Regions from separate parts of the Sus scrofa genome. Here region 2 is linked to region 1. Evidence: chromatin contacts called from public Hi-C data. All regions are on one chromosome and are shown on one strand. Each heading gives the region's core, a stretch centred on a gene start, on an enhancer-like site or on the middle of the called end of the contact. The rest is flanking DNA. Distances are from core to core; before and after follow the strand shown.

Evidence for each region. Hi-C and Micro-C count contacts between places; a contact is called where the count stands out from the background.
Region 2: a Hi-C map of retroperitoneal adipose tissue shows a contact between it and region 1, with 1.6 times the contacts expected there. The contact joins the promoter of FAM71F1 here to the promoter of CCDC136 in region 1. A contact is called at or near these places in 1 of 5 promoter capture datasets (liver), 6 of 47 Hi-C or Micro-C datasets (embryonic fibroblasts, liver, retroperitoneal adipose tissue and 2 more) and 1 of 2 datasets of contacts at active chromatin or transcription factors (alveolar macrophages).

The regions. Positions count from the first base shown.
Region 1 is chr18:19,819,133-19,826,586 of Sscrofa11.1, forward strand. CCDC136 (coiled-coil domain-containing protein 136) reads right to left here and starts at 4,611. Exons shown (of 10, transcript XM_013990821.2): 1 at 4,502-4,611; 2 at 3,624-3,731; 3 at 1,800-2,051; 4 at 1,633-1,707. The coding sequence starts at 4,559.
Region 2 is chr18:19,897,696-19,905,149 of Sscrofa11.1, forward strand. It overlaps FAM71F1 (protein FAM71F1), which reads right to left and starts at 3,021. Exons shown (of 8, transcript XM_021078814.1): 1 at 1,291-3,021; 2 at 432-820. The coding sequence starts at 677.

The DNA.
Region 1 (7,454 bases), core at 3,361-5,860:
ATCTGAACTCTGCTTGGTTCTCAGGACACTTTCTTGCCAGAATCCTCCACATGCCCTTTGCTCCAGCCACAAGGGCCTTGACTTTGTCCCTCAAACACATGAAACTCACTCTTACCCATGAGCTTCTGCAGTGGCTACTCCAGCTTCCCAGCATGCACCTCCCTCCTCTGCCTCATTATTCAGGTCTTAGCTCAAATGCCTTCTTCTCAAAGAGGACTTTTCTAACTACCTTAACAAAAGTTTCCATCTTACCCCATCTCTGTCATATCGCCACATTTTCTTCACAGCATTTACTGCCACCTGAACAGGTGGGGTATGTCTTTTTTCTGCCTCGCCCCATTCTATGCTTCATTAAGACAGGGATCTGGTCTGTCCGGCTCCTAGCTGGTCCACCGAGTATACAGGCCCTCAATAAGTGGTTGGAAAGGCATATGAATTAGCCATATTTTACAGTTAAGGAACCAAATCTCAGAAAGGTAAACGTGACTTGCCCAAGATCACAAAGCTTGTTAGGTGGCAGAGCCAGGCTCAAGCATCTAGGTGACCTGAGACCAAAGCTCACACTTTTCCCCCAGGGTGACACAGCTCCTGCAGTTTCTTTCCCTCCCCCCCCCCCCCGCCCCTTTAAGGCCTCCTTTTTCGGCATCTCCCTTGGCTTACATCTTCTTTCCCTACTTGTCTCCCCCACCCCCACACCCCCACCCCAGCTTGCTCCTCTCCAGACCTGCTTGCCGCCTTCCTTTCTTCTCCATTTATACTTCTCTTTTGGCTTGATCTCAGTTCTCCCTGCCGTTTTCTAGGGCAGCTCCCCGAAACCTTCCAAAAGCCCACAGATGTAACAAAACCTGCCTCTTTATTTGGCGGTGCAGTGGAATGTGGGACGCCTGCCTTGCTGGTTCCCAGAGACAAAGGGATGTGGGCGTTAGAAGAAAGGGCTCCTGGGGCCACCAGCTCAGTCCTAGGTGGCAAGGGGCGAGGGGCGCGAGCTCATCCGCTTCCTTTAAAAGAGGCACAGCGGCCCCTCCAGTCACATCTCATTGGCTCGCTGCTCTGCCTTCCCAGGGTGCCCTTGGAGGACCAGGCCAAGGCAATCTGGTCTGAAATTAAACCCTGACCACCGACACCTGGCACTGACCAGAAAAACAAAGAAAAAGGGCTGCAGGTGTGAAGAAGAGCGATTGAGGAGAGAAAAAAGAGCTGCAGGGAAGGGGTGTGAAATGGGAGGGCAAGAAGGGGGGGCACAGAAGAGCCAGTTGGAGAGGCACGAAGAAAGGAAATGAGCTAAACAGGAGACTGAAGGATCCGGCGTTGCTGTGGGCTGTGGTGTAGGTCGCAGATGCGGGTTGGATCCCACGTTGCTGTGACTCTGGCATAGGCTGGCAGCTACAGCTCCGATTCGACCCCTAGCCTGGGACCCTCCATATGCCACGGGTATGGCCCTAAAAAAGCAAAAAATAAAATAAAATAAAAATTAATAAATAAAGAGGAGGCTGGAGAGATAGGAGCAGGGCAAGCACAGTAGAAGAAAATGAGGGGAACGTACTGATTTCGGTCCTATTGGTCTGCGTGCCTCCGCCAAGCCCTCAAGACAAAAGTACTTGGCGGGCCCTCCAGTCTGAGTGCAGGATTTACCTTGGAGCTGCTGGATCTGCTTGGTGAACACCTCTGCCTGCTGGGCGCTGGCCAGCCGCTCATCCTCCAGGAGCCCTGCAGTGAAGGGGGAGCTGGCGTCAGGCCTGGGATCCAGGGAGCACAGAGCCTTTGGGCCCCGGCCCTCGGGGTCCGTCACAGGCACTCACCCTGCAGCTCCAGCGAGTCATCCTCATGCTGCCCTGCCAGTTCCCGGGTCTCCTCCAGCTCTGCCACCAGCTGCAGCACCTGAGCCCTCAGCTCCTCCAGTTCGGTCTCCGTGAGGCTCAGGCCCCGGTGCTTACTGAGGGACAAGGAGCCCCCGCTTCCTCCCTTTTGCACCTGATCATCCTCTTCTTCCCCCTCTTCTTCCTCTTCCTCCTCCTCTTCCTCCTCGTAGAGGGCTGGGAGTAACACTTCCCCTAGGAAAGACCCCCCACCCCCAGCGAGTAAGAGCCAGCTTCCTGTCCTTGGTCCTTCCAGGGCCCTCTAGCATGCTGTCCCAGGGCAGAGATGGTATCATAGTGCCACCTGGTGTCCCCCAAGGAGCCTCTGGGCAGGACCTGCACACGGGACGAGTCCTCAGGTGTGAGGGTCGGGGTTGGAGGTAGCCCATCCCCCTCCCGGGCCCTTCCTGGACCAGTGCTGCACCTGGTGGCCTCCTAGTACTGCCTTTGGGCACACTGAGCAGCCAAGGGCCCGGCTGAGCCCCATGAGGCTCGCACAAGGATAGCTGCTTCCTCCAGCCTCGTCTCTGGGTAGTCAAGAAAGAGTCAGACACCGGGTGTGTCTTTAAGCCCAACAGGACAAGAATTACAGTTTGGGGGTTTGTACTAAGTTTACCAAGGATCCAGGTGGCTTGTGAGAAATTAGCCCTTCCATAATAAGAAAGCGTTGCCTGTCAGTCAGTAGAGAAAGAGAACAGCCAAAGAGAATCATCTGAAATGATTCTAAATGCTTTTCTGGACAAAGACGGGGCCCCTTTCAAATACATTCTATCGAATAGCCCTTTGGAAATTTTCTGCCAGGTCCACCTTTCTTTTCTGCTGTGTCAGGAGGTCTCCCCTCCTCTCCCTGAGTGTTCTGAGGCCCCTTCCCCTGCTGACCATAAGGCAGTTTTGGGGGGGAAGTCAAGGATTCTCCTCGTGAATAAAAGAAAGCCTGCCATTTTAATGCATTAAGAAATGGGGGTGTGCTGGTCCCCAGCCTCTGGCTGGTGAGCAACCCCTCTCCTTTGCTGCAATGCAGTTCCTCTCAATAGCAAAATCTTGCCTGGATGGTAAGAGCTTGCTTTGTTTTAAAATTCTCAATCTCTGGTCCATCTTTGTCTAATAATCACAGCCTAAGGTTTATCTGGGACCCCTTGTCTCATCCGTCCCTCTTGGAGCGTGGACGTGTGTATAGGGACCTGGGGACCCTACACAGAAAGTCCTGGAAATAGGACCAGCATCCTTCTAGGGGCCTCATTTAGGCAGCAAGTGCCAAGCTGTGTGGGTGTCGAGGGTGAGATGCGCGTTGGGAGCTTGGCCTTCTCGCCGGCCCCTCTCCCAGGCTCCCTCTTTCAGGCAGTAAGATAACCTAGAGAACCGAAGTCACAAGGCTTCCATTTGAAGTTAGTGGTGACACCAGAAAGACAATTCACATGCTCACTCCTCTGGCTTTTCAAAATAAGAGACAGCTTGGGATCTGGGTCGGGAGGCAGCGAGAACAAACCCCCTGCTGCACAGCTGCTTCAAATCTCTGTCCAAGGAGGCCTCTTTCTCTCTCTGGCAGCTCCCTGGGGACACACAACTTGGTTAGCTGGTGGTTAGGACCCCAAAGGGATGTACCCTGAACTTTCCCCAAAGCCCGAGCCCTGAGGAGGGTTGGAGGGGGCTGAGCTGAACTTGGGGAAGGGCTGTGTCCTGGCTCAGAGTTCTGGGGGTCAGAGGGAGGAAGGAGGAGAGGGAAGCTGGACGAGGTGGAGGGAAAGAAAGCTTTTGGGGAAAACTCACCCTCCATGGCTTGCATTCCACGCCTTTCCAGGGACCCCCAGCGTTGGCCTTTCTTCCTCTCACAACCGTCAGACACCTCGTAGGAGCCTAAAGTGGTCACTGTGGGTCCTGTAAGCAGGGAGAGAGGGGGCACTGTGGGATGCTAGGGGCGGCTGGGGGCTGGGGTGCAGCGGGGAGGGGAGGGGACATGCCTCCTAGCCCTTTGGAGCCCTGGGGTTTTTCATCCCAGTGGAAGTACTTGGCTCAGTCTGCCCAGGGCTGCGACTCTCCGCCCCAGGTGGCCCCTCAAGCGGGCCTGCGGGGACACCGCCCTGCACTGCCCAGCTTCTCTGCCCCCCAGTCCGTGCTCCTCTCCCTTGCACAGACAGAAAGGGCGTGTGTGTGTCTCTTTAGCCCAGAGGGGACAGGCAAGGATGGAAGAGGGCGGGAGCCAGCAAAGAGAAGAGGCTCAAAGGGTGAGGTGGAAGGGGAAGGGGTGAGGGGACGCGTGCGGGAAGGGGGTCTGGACTGGGGCCGCTGCCGTCCATTCCAGCTCTCACTGGACTTCGTCCTCCCCACTCCGCCCCGCGCTCCGAAGCCTTCAGGGTCCGAGCAGGTGCGGGGTCTGGAGCCCCCAAGGCAAAAAGCACCGTCAGGCTGGAGAGACCAGATGGAGTGGGCTCAGGGGAGGGACTGCCAGGGATGATGCGGCCGGTGTGGGGAAGAGCCAGCCCGGAAAGATGGAGCCGGAGCCCGGGCTGGGGGCAGGATGGAGGAGGAAGACTTAGGACGGAGAGGTGGGGAGCAGCGGAGGGGGAGAGGACCTGGGGGTCTGGAGGGAGGAGAGATGGAGAAGAGGAAGGAGCGGCGGTGGCGAAGTGAGGGAGGGGCGCTCTGACCTGGACCCGGGCAGCTCCAGCCCGCGGCGCCCGCGCCGGCCCCGGCGCCCGCCTCCATGGCCGCTCGCGCCGCCGCCGCCGCCCGGAGCAGCCGCCGCCGCCGCCGCCGCCAGGCCGGGGACCGGAGCCGGGTGCGCAGGGGAAGGAAGGCCGGGCCGGCCGAGGGGGCGGGGCCTGGCCAGGCCACCTGACGCCGCCGCCGCCGCCGCCCGGAAGCCGGCCCTGCACCCCAGCTCCCGGACCCGGTGCAAGCGCGTCGCCAGACACGCCCCGAGGCCCGCGCCGAGGGAGCGACCGGCTCCCCTGGTCTGGCGGTGGGTCCTGCCGGGAGGCGGCTGCGTGGGGGCACCCCTCTGCGCCAAGTGCCAGGGCCCGGTCCTGCTCGGCGGTGGGGAAGGAAAAGCAAGCACCAGGAGAGCCAAATCCTCCTGGCCTGTTTCCTCCAAACGCGCGGATGCTCACACGCCCCTTGCTCCCCACGGCTGAGCGGCACCCTCCACCTGGGCAGTCAGCGCAGACCCTCCGGCCGCCAGCCTCAGCCTCAGGGCTGCTCCAGGGCTGGAGGAGGGAAACCGAAGCCAGGATACTTCAACTGCGGGCCTTGATCTCTCTGTTGGCCTTGCGCCCTCCGCCAAGCCACAAGCAGGGACCTTCTTAGAAGGGGCCGCTCCGGGACCCCACGCAGCCCTTAGTGTCGAAGACCTTTCTCCATTGCCTGCCTTCCCACCGGGCCCCAGGCCCGGTGGTCTGCAAACCACAACCCCTACTCACCTAGCCTCTGCAGCTGTTTAGAGTGGGCACTGCCGATTTTCACTCTCATAGAAGGGAGATGTGAAAGCCCAGATAGCTTATTTCACTCAACCGCTCCTTCAAGGAACTTCTTCCAAGTGCCAGATTTTGGCGAACCAATTGGGCTCACGCCTCTGCAGGTCTCAGCCAGGAAAGAAATGGGTACACTTGGGAACCCGGAGGTTCCAGCACATCTGGAAAATCACTGGGAGATTCCTAAACCAGGGACAGTCCCTTCTCTTGCGCATCCACTTACAAGGTCATGGGCATATACTGTCTGGATCACGCCCACCGGCTCCCAAGTTCACAAGCCCTCCATATTCCTCAGGAGAGAAGCCCTTCTTTGCCTCGACATCCCCTACGTACCCTTAAACACTCAGCTGGGAGTCATCTCTTGGCAGCCATTCCCGACTCACCACCCAGCCAAGCCATTAGATGCTCCTGCTGTGCTCCGACCCCTCCCCCTTCCCTCTAAGCAGCACCAGTCACTCTAGGTTGTCAAGGTCATGTTCTGACTTTCCTGTCAGCCCAGTGTTTGGAAGACCAGGAAATTGCCTTAGTCGTTTTTGTATCTCCAGTATCTAAATCATTGACACAGAATAAATGAGTGAAGTTAAATCTCCTAATTAATGCTCTGCTTATCATTTAACGTATGATCCCACACTTAAGGTGTTCAGTGTTGCCTATTAACAATAGTATTGGAGTTCCCGTCGTGGCGCAGTGGAAAGGAATCCGGCTAGGACCCATAAGGTTGTGGGTTCAATCTCTGGGCTCGCTCAGTGGGTTAAGGATCCGGCATTGCCGTGAGCTGTGGTGTAGGTCGAAGATGCAGCTGGGATCTGGCGTTGCTGTGGCTGTGGCGTAGGCTGGTGGCAACAATTCCGATTCGACCCCTACCCTGGGAACCTCCATATGCCATAGGTGCAGCCCTAAAAAGACAAAAGACACACACGCAAAAAAAAAAAAAAAAAAAAAAAAAAACCCAATAATGTTGCCTATAAATCTCTCTCTCTCCTCCCCTCCTTCCTCCCTCTCATACCTCCAGCCTGGTATGTGCTCCGAGAGATGGTGAGCACAGATCAAGATGTTTCATTGGCTCCTCAGAGGACTGAGCTCCCCTCCAGAGCCTGGGATCAAGGCGATCCAGTCTGGAGAAAGGCTGTCGAGCAAGCCCACCCAGAACATCTGCTGCAGACATCAGGCCTGTCCAGACTTGGGGAGCAGGGCAGTTTGTCAGGGATGATGGAAAGGAGCTGGTGTTGTGTAGGGCTCTGGGGAATGATGAAGTCTAATCCTAGAAGGAGAGTGACTGGTCTGCCCCAGCGCAGCTCCTGGTTCTGGCCGAACTACCAAGGTCAGTTAGCAGTAGACCTTGGGCGCTGACCTCTTGGCTGATGGAAGGGAGGAAGTTGTCAACTGTAACATCCGGGGGTCCAAGCTTTCCTCGGGGAGCTCTGATCCGGAGTATTAGGACTAATCTCTCCCTGGCTCCAGAGGTGCAGGTCACCATTCACCCTTCATCTGGGGAGTGTTCAGGAGAGACCAGAACCAGTCTTTTTTCGGGACCCAAATGTGGTTAAACTAGGCCAGACCGGTACAGGGTTGAGGGTGAGAGTAAAGATAGGAAGCCGAGGGAAAGGGCTTAGCAGGTAAAAGGGGGGGAAGTGGACTGTGGTCCAAGGATGTATCTTTGAAGGGCTAGGAATGCTGGGGACCCCAGCCAGGTGATCAGCTTAGGGGGATGATCTGAATTAATCCTTGTAATCCCCGGACCCAGGACTCAGCCTCCGTCCTAATCCCATCCCAGCAGATCGTCTTCTCTGAGGATGATGCAGCCATTTATCCCCCTTGACCCTTATTTCTAAAGGCCTAGATCCTCTCATTAAAAAGAAAAAAAAGGGAATCTTTTAAAGATGCAAAGAGTACAGTACAGAAAATAACATTAAAATTAATATCCATGTGCTCACCGCTGAAATCCAACAATTGTTCATTTCTTGCCACATTTGATTCAGAGACAGCCCTTCTATTTATGGTCTTACAGTTTTACATAAATATATATATCCACAAACAAAGTACTGATTTGTATGTTTTAAAAATATATTTAAATTGGAGTTCCCGTTGTAGCTCAGTGGTTAACGAATCTTACTAGGAACAATGAGATTGC
Region 2 (7,454 bases), core at 1,771-4,270, 77 kb after region 1:
GTGCACAATGACGCCTCCTGAGAAGAAAGCAGTGGACTCAACTCTGAGCCCAGATCTCTCTGGGTGTCCAATGCCTATTCTTTCACCCATTAGCATTTCTGTTCCAAACCCTCAAAGGGCATCTCATTATGCAGCCTTTGTTCATCTGAAATGGGCTGACAGCCTGGAGGAGGAAGCAAACTGAGGAAGGAAGCAAACATCAAACCCTCCACTCAGAGCAGCGAACCTTCGACCTCCCTCCCAGAGTGACTGCAAGAGAAAACCTGTGGGGGGCTCTGCCCACTCGGGGTCAGGTAGGGGTAGCCTTGCATTCAGTTCCTCTCTGCCTCCGTTGTCACTCCACTCCAGGTCCAGGGACAGACTGTTTGGTTACACGGTGCGAACGGATTTAGAAGAATCAAGACGTGCCATTCGGAGCCGCCCAAGAGTACCTGGACAAAGTTGCTTTCAAACATCACTGATTCAGGAAACAGGCTGAATTCTGGAGAATGAACCATCTGGCAGAGCAGTCCCTCCTCCACACCCAGGCCCACTCCAGGATTTGGTTCCCCGTCCACAGGAAAGAGGCCCCTGAATTCTTCCCAGGCATTCAGGGAAGGGAAGGTTGGATAGGATCTTGTGACTTTGACCGTCTTCTTTGATTTGTTCCAAGTCTTTCTTTGTGGAACTGATGACATTTCGGCACATGCTCAGGGGCCCGCAGCACGTTTGTCCGGAGATCTCTCTCTTCCCTCCTGGCCTTGGGCAGCTGGCCAAGTCCTGGGACAGCCAATCAGCTCACAATGATGAATGGATGACATCATGAAAAACCAGGGCAGGCCTGCAGGAAAGGGAAATGCAGAGAAGGAAATGCTTTTACAGCCTGTTTAAAGTCCTGACGTGCCCCAAGCCCTTCTCAGGACCTGAGGACACAGCTCCCCCAGAACTTGCTGAGAAAGCACTGAACCAGGCAGAAAGCAAAGAAGGATGGCTATTGGGAAGCTCCTTCCGCTGCTAAAGGAAAATACTCTCCCTGCCTTCCAACCCTCCCTTCCGCAGAATGCAACCTACGCCCAAAGGGTTTTTTAAGGGCTGCTGTCGATTTAAAGCCCAGTCCTCTTGAGCTTTGCACCACATGGGCCCCACATGCTGCCCCGGTTTATCTGCAATCGCCTTTGCTGATTCTGGAGGGAGTTGCAGGGCTGTAGGCGCCTGCTCTGTGCTCTGCTATGGCTGGCTGACAACTTCTGCAGGCCTGATTTCCCCGAGGAGGTCAAAATGAAAGAACAGTAGAAAAAGGCAGTTTCTTACCCAGAGGCTGGCTTGGTAAGGTGCCAGCTGAGAGGACAAGAATCCCGAGGAGCAGCTCTGCTGGGTGGACAAGCCCTTCCCCATCTCGGACAGAGACAGTGCGCCTCATCCCCGAGCCAGAGGAAGCCAGAGCCTGAATCTTAGGGCAGTTAGGTCAGAGGCAAAAAACCAAGCAGGCTGACCACTATCCAAGTTTCTTTCTGGGAGAAATCTTACTCTAATTTGGACAAAATTCCAGACTTTATTAACCATCAAGGTCGAACACAATCAATTTAGAAAAGCAATTTGACAACCAACATGTGCAAAGGATAAGCATGGAGGTTTACTTTTGTATTTCATTATCAAGTCACGGAGAAGGCCCGAAACTTGAGGCTCTCCTTATCCGATTCTATCAGCCCCCTCTCCTGGTCGATTCTATTACACCCCTGCTCTATCAGCTCCCTTGTGGGTACAGCAACTTCTGCACTCACACTCCTCATTTCCTTTTGTTTATCATGTGGGGAAAGTTTTCTCTACGGTAATATTCTCTAAGGATGGGGCCGGAGACTGCATCCTGCGGTGGACATTTCCCTGCAAACAACACACAGTACAAAAGTGAGGGCGACCAAGACTCCGAAGTGATGCTTTTCATTGTTGACGCGTACCTGCAACAGTAAAGCTTATTGGCTTAGATATAAGGTGTGGATATGTTTGGCCGTGGAGACACTCAGAAGTTCCCTGCAATATGGAAGATGACTTTTTCTCTTTTCCACGCAAGCCTGCTGAGCCCATTTCTGTGGTGTGTAGAGGGCGGGGTGTTTTTTAGCATTCAGATAGCTAATCGTGAGGAATCAAGCTTTTAGCTCTAACCAAAATGCTAAGCAGTGAGAGCTGGTGCTTGAAGGTTCTACTCCTTCTTACCTGCCTCCATCAAACCTCAAAAACTCGTACATTGAATCTTAAAAAACCTTTTGACAGATACTTAGTTGTCAATCTCAATGTCCATTCTCTCCATCCCTTTAGTAATAGAATGTTTGATTTTTAGTTGGTATGAGTTTCTGGAAAAAGATTACATGTCCTGGCCTTCCTTACAGCTAGGTACGGCCACAGATCTATGCTCTGGCAAAAGAGATGTAAGCTCAAGTGCTGGGTAAAATTTCTGATGAATCACTGTGGGAAGAGGACAGGCTCTTTTTTCACTCCTTGTTTTTTCCTTCTGGCTAGAATACTGATGACTGCTGGAGCTTGAGCAGCCCTATTGGGCCATGAAGTGGCATGCTAAGGATGGTAGCATAGCAAGATGAAAGGGTTCCAGTTCCTTGAGGATCATGAAGTTATCAGACTAGTCCTGACCTCTGTACCACCAGACTTCTTCCAAATATGAGGGAAATAAAAAAGGCTTTTCTGTGATTTTGAGCCAGACTTAAAACTAGTTAATAAATCTATATAAAATGCCTATCATTTGATTGTGATGATCATCGTACAGCTACAGGTGTGATAAATTCATTGAGTAATTAAAAAAATAAAATTTAAAAAAACTCCCATCTATTCTTCTGGACTGATTTTACAGGAAAGCCTGGTACTATTTACCAGTAATTCTAAGCAATGAAGAAAATAGTGTTAATTTGCAATAAGTTAGGAACTTAATGGCAAACATATAACTTCTGGAAAAAGTTGTATAAATATATGGAGTTCCCATTGTGGCTCAGCTGTTAACACATCTGACTAGCATCCATGAGGACGCAGGTTCCATCCCTGGCCTTGCTAAATGGGTTAAGGATCCAGCGATACCGTGAGCTGAGCTGTGGTGTAGGTTGCAGATGTAGCTTGGATCCTGCATTGCTGTGGCTGTGGTGTAGGCCGACAGCTGTAGCTCCAACCAGACCCCTAGCCTGGAAACCTCCACATGCCTCGGGTGCAGCCCTAAGAAGAAAAAAAAAAAAAAAAGAAGTTGTATATATATTCCAGTACTATGAGTAACTCACTGATTTTGTTTTGCTGTGTATACAGTGATGTTGGTGCTGCCCCAACTGTTGACTTTTGCATATTGACTGATGTGCGCTTTGGTGAGCGTCTCCTTGATTGTGTTGAGTGTCGTTTGGTTTGAGGCTAAAGTCACTTTGGCAAGGTGAGCTATCATTTCAAAACCTGCTCAGAAATGACCACAATATCTGGTTGTCAGCTGCAGCTGAGCCCAGGCTTTGTGGAGCTTAAAGCTTATGCAGTTTCGGAGACTCTTAACAAATAAAAGACTGGGGGGAGGGGCATGCCAGGAGTTATTCTTTAATGGGTACAGGGTTTCAATTTGGAAAGATGACCAAGTCTTGGAAATCAGAGGTGGTGATGTATACACAACAATGTGAATATTATGCGGAGTTCCCATCATGTCGCAGTGGAAACAAATCCAACTAGGAACCGTGAGGTTTCCAGGTTTGATCCCTGGCCTCGCTCAGTGGGTTAAGGATCCAGTGTTGCCGTGAGCTGTGGTGTAGGTCGCAGATACGGCTCGGATCTGGCGTTGTTGTGGCTGTGGCGTAGGCTGGTAGCTGCAGCTCCAATTAGACCCTTAGCCTGGGAACTTCCACATGCGGTGGGTGCAGCCCTAAAAAAAAAAAAAAAAAAAAAAAAAAAAAAGATAATGTGAATGTTATGTAATGCCACTGAACTGTAAATCCAAAAATACGTTAAAATAGAAACTTTTACATTATGTATATTTTATCACAATAAAAAAAATTCTGGAGCATTAAAAGATCCTACAAAATTATGGTACAAAATTACTAGAGGACCTGGAGTTCCTGTTGTGGCGCAGCAGAAACGAATCCGACTAGCAACCATGAGGTTGCAGGTTCAATCCCTAGCCTCGCTCAGTGGGTTAAAGATCTGGCATTGCTATGACTGTGGTGTAGGCCAGCAGCAACAGCTCCAATTAGACCCCTAGCCTGGGAACCTCCATATGTCTCAGGTGAGGCCCTAAAAAGACAAAAAAGAAAAAAAAAAAGAAAATTACTAGAGGACCAGAGTGCTCGTCATGGAGCAGCAGAAATGAATCCGACTAGGAACTATGAGGACTCAGGTTTGATCCTGGCCTCGCTCAGTGGGTTAAGAATCTGGTGCTGTGAGCTGTGGTGTAGGTCGCGGACACTGCTTGGGTCTGGCATTGCTATTGCTGTGGTGTAGGCTGGCAGCTCCAGCTCCAATTGGACCCCTAGCCTGGGAACCTCCATATGCCGTGGGATCAGCCCTAAAAAAAAGAAAAAAAAATTGCCAGAGGTCCTCCTAGGGCCTTGGAGGGGCCCATGTAATTAGGGATCCTGAAGCTTAAGCTTTATTATCTGTATGGTAAACTTATCCCATTTAAATATATGTCATTATTTCTTAAAAAGCTGCAGTACATGAGCTTGTAGAATACTATAAAATGTGAACAAGTTAAAAAACAAATAGCATATTCCTACCTCCCAGAAAGCATCACTGTAACAGCTACGCATGTGTGTACTAAAATGAGATCATACTGTACAAATTGTTTTGTAACCTATTTATAATCTGTTTTATTTAGTCAACACTCTGCCTTTGTGTTTTGGTACCTTCATCTCATCTCATTTAATTTCCAGGCCATGTTAAAATTTCTCCAATAAACTGCAATTATTCTTACAGCTGGTATATCCAAATCATTAATCACTTAAGTTTGTTTTAATCTCAGGCAGACCCTTTTTTAGAACACTTACTAGTGGAAGCAATTGGGTCATTGGTCTTACAGAATGTCCCACCTTCTAGATTTGTCTGGCTATTTCCTTGTGTTTAGCTTGCTTCTCTAGCAACTATATTTCCTATGAAACAGAAATTATATCTCAAGGACAGATGGATTCAGGTAGTAGTCACTATTTCTTAGTAAAGGGCTAGCATGGGATCTGTGTGTAAGATACTACTCTCCTCTTCCAAAGAATGTCGTAGAAAAATATATAGAAAGAATTTGTATAAGCAGAAAAACGATTCCAGAAAATATACTAAATGCCTTGAAAAAAATCTTCTCTGCCGTCTCAAGGAAACTGAATACAATACAGGAACCTACAAAACAAAAATTCAGAGATACCAAAATTAGATGAAAAGAAGACTTGGAAAGGAAAGGAAATAAATAGAAGGAAACCCCACCAAGTATCTGAAAGTCACATTAGAAGCCAGAAGAAGTAGAGTTGATTTCACATAAAACTGAGTCAGTGCCCTGGATAACAGGTTGGAGAATATCACACAAAACACAATAAGGAAGGGAAAAGAGATGAAATAATTGGAAAGAAAATAATAGCTGTGTGAGATGGTTATATTGATCCGACAGGCAGCTAGAATCCTGAGGAGAAGGGAACAAATGGAATTTAAAACGTAGTCAAAAGCGTAAAAGAAAAGGCCATTTATGAAACAAAGACTCAATCTGGCAAACGGACAGGATTCCCTGTATTGAGTAAATTGAGTAAAGGAACCACTGAGATCAGAATAGCTCGTGTGAAGCTCTTGAATCTTAGGGAATAACAAAAACATCCTACTACAGACAGCGAGGAAGAAGCAGCAGACAGTCTTCCCAGAGGAACAAGATGAGACTAACCACGGACTTCTTTATAGAAATTTTAGATGGCGTAAGACAATGGAACAATGCAGAAAGAATGTTGAGGAGGAAAGAATGTGACCCAATAATTCCATTAATGGCTAGAAATTAATTCAAGTGGAAAGATGGCAAAAACAACCTTAAAACTCTAAGCACACTGGAAGAAATAAAGCCATAGCTGGTTCTTTGAAAAAGAAAAATTAGACAAACCACTAGCTAACAGTTTAATTTTTTAAATGGAAGACTTAACATATAAAATTTGTGTATAAGAAAACACAAATAAGTTCAAGCAGCAGTACAGGCTCCTGGGTAAAGGTAGTGACTTGAAACTGTATCGCTTAAAGTACAACCGAGGTGGTCAAAAGACCCCAAATTATAGCGACTTAAACAGAACAGAATTTTGATTCTCTCTTACATTGTGGTCCAAAGGTAAGCAGTCCATTGCTGGTAGAGTATCTCTGCCATTCTCAACACGTGACTTCCATCCCTGGGTTCCAAGGGGGCTCCAGCTCCTGCCATCATGTTTGCATCCTGGTCAGTGAGAAAGGGAAAAGGGGAGGGAAGTGTACACTCATTCCTTTTAAGGGCATGACCTGGAAATGGCATAATCACTTTTGCTCACATCCCATTGGTTGGAATTCAGTCACATGGCCACACCCAGGTACAAGGGAAGCTGGGAAATGGACCTTTTAGCTGGGTGGCCATGAGCCCACTTAGAACTGGAACTTTCTTTTATTTATTATTTAAGGATGAAGGATATCGGTGGATAATCAGCAACCTCTGCAAAGAAGCCATGTCACAGAATTACTCCTTCTGACATCCACCATAAATATATAATATATACATTTTTAACAGCAAAATTTTTAACTAGTGACAATGTAACCAGCAAAGAGGTTAAGTGCTTGAGTGGTGGCCAAAGGATAGGGAGAACAGAAAATCGGGGTATGGTCTGATAAAAAAGAAAGCAAGTTAATGTAATGGTGTGTGTTCTCACAAATTACCCACAACTCCCAAGAAAAGAGAGGCAGCCTGAGGGAGCGAGCAATAGGCTCGGAGAAAACAGCAGTAAGAAGAATCTTCAGGAGTAGAAGCTCTTATCGATCACAGCACTGTCTCTGCAGTGGCAGAAAAGCTCAGCTGGGCTCACCATTTTTCAGACCTCCAAGTTGGATTGGCAAAGATTATTCAATGAAAACAGGATGCATCTCCACCTGGAGAAAAGGACATTCAAAAAGCCATCAAGGGAGTTCCTTTTGTGGCTCAGCTGATTGTGAACCTGATTAGTATCCATGAGGGCACGGGTTCGATCCCTGGCCTTGCCCAGTGGGTTAAGTATCTGGTGTTGCTATGAGCTGTAAGTCGCGGACACAGCTCAAGATCCCGCGTGTGTGGCTGTGGTGCGGGCGGGCAGCTGCAGCTCCCCTTCGACCCCTGGCCTGGGAACTTCCATATGCCACAAGTGCAGCCCTAAAAAAAATTTTAAAAAAGCCATCAGGAGAGAAAGCACAGCCCAGGTTCTCACCGGACAAACAGTGCAAAAGAGACTGGAGGTGAGAAGTGAGTTAGAGTGAGGGCAGAACAGGCAGAATGTAGC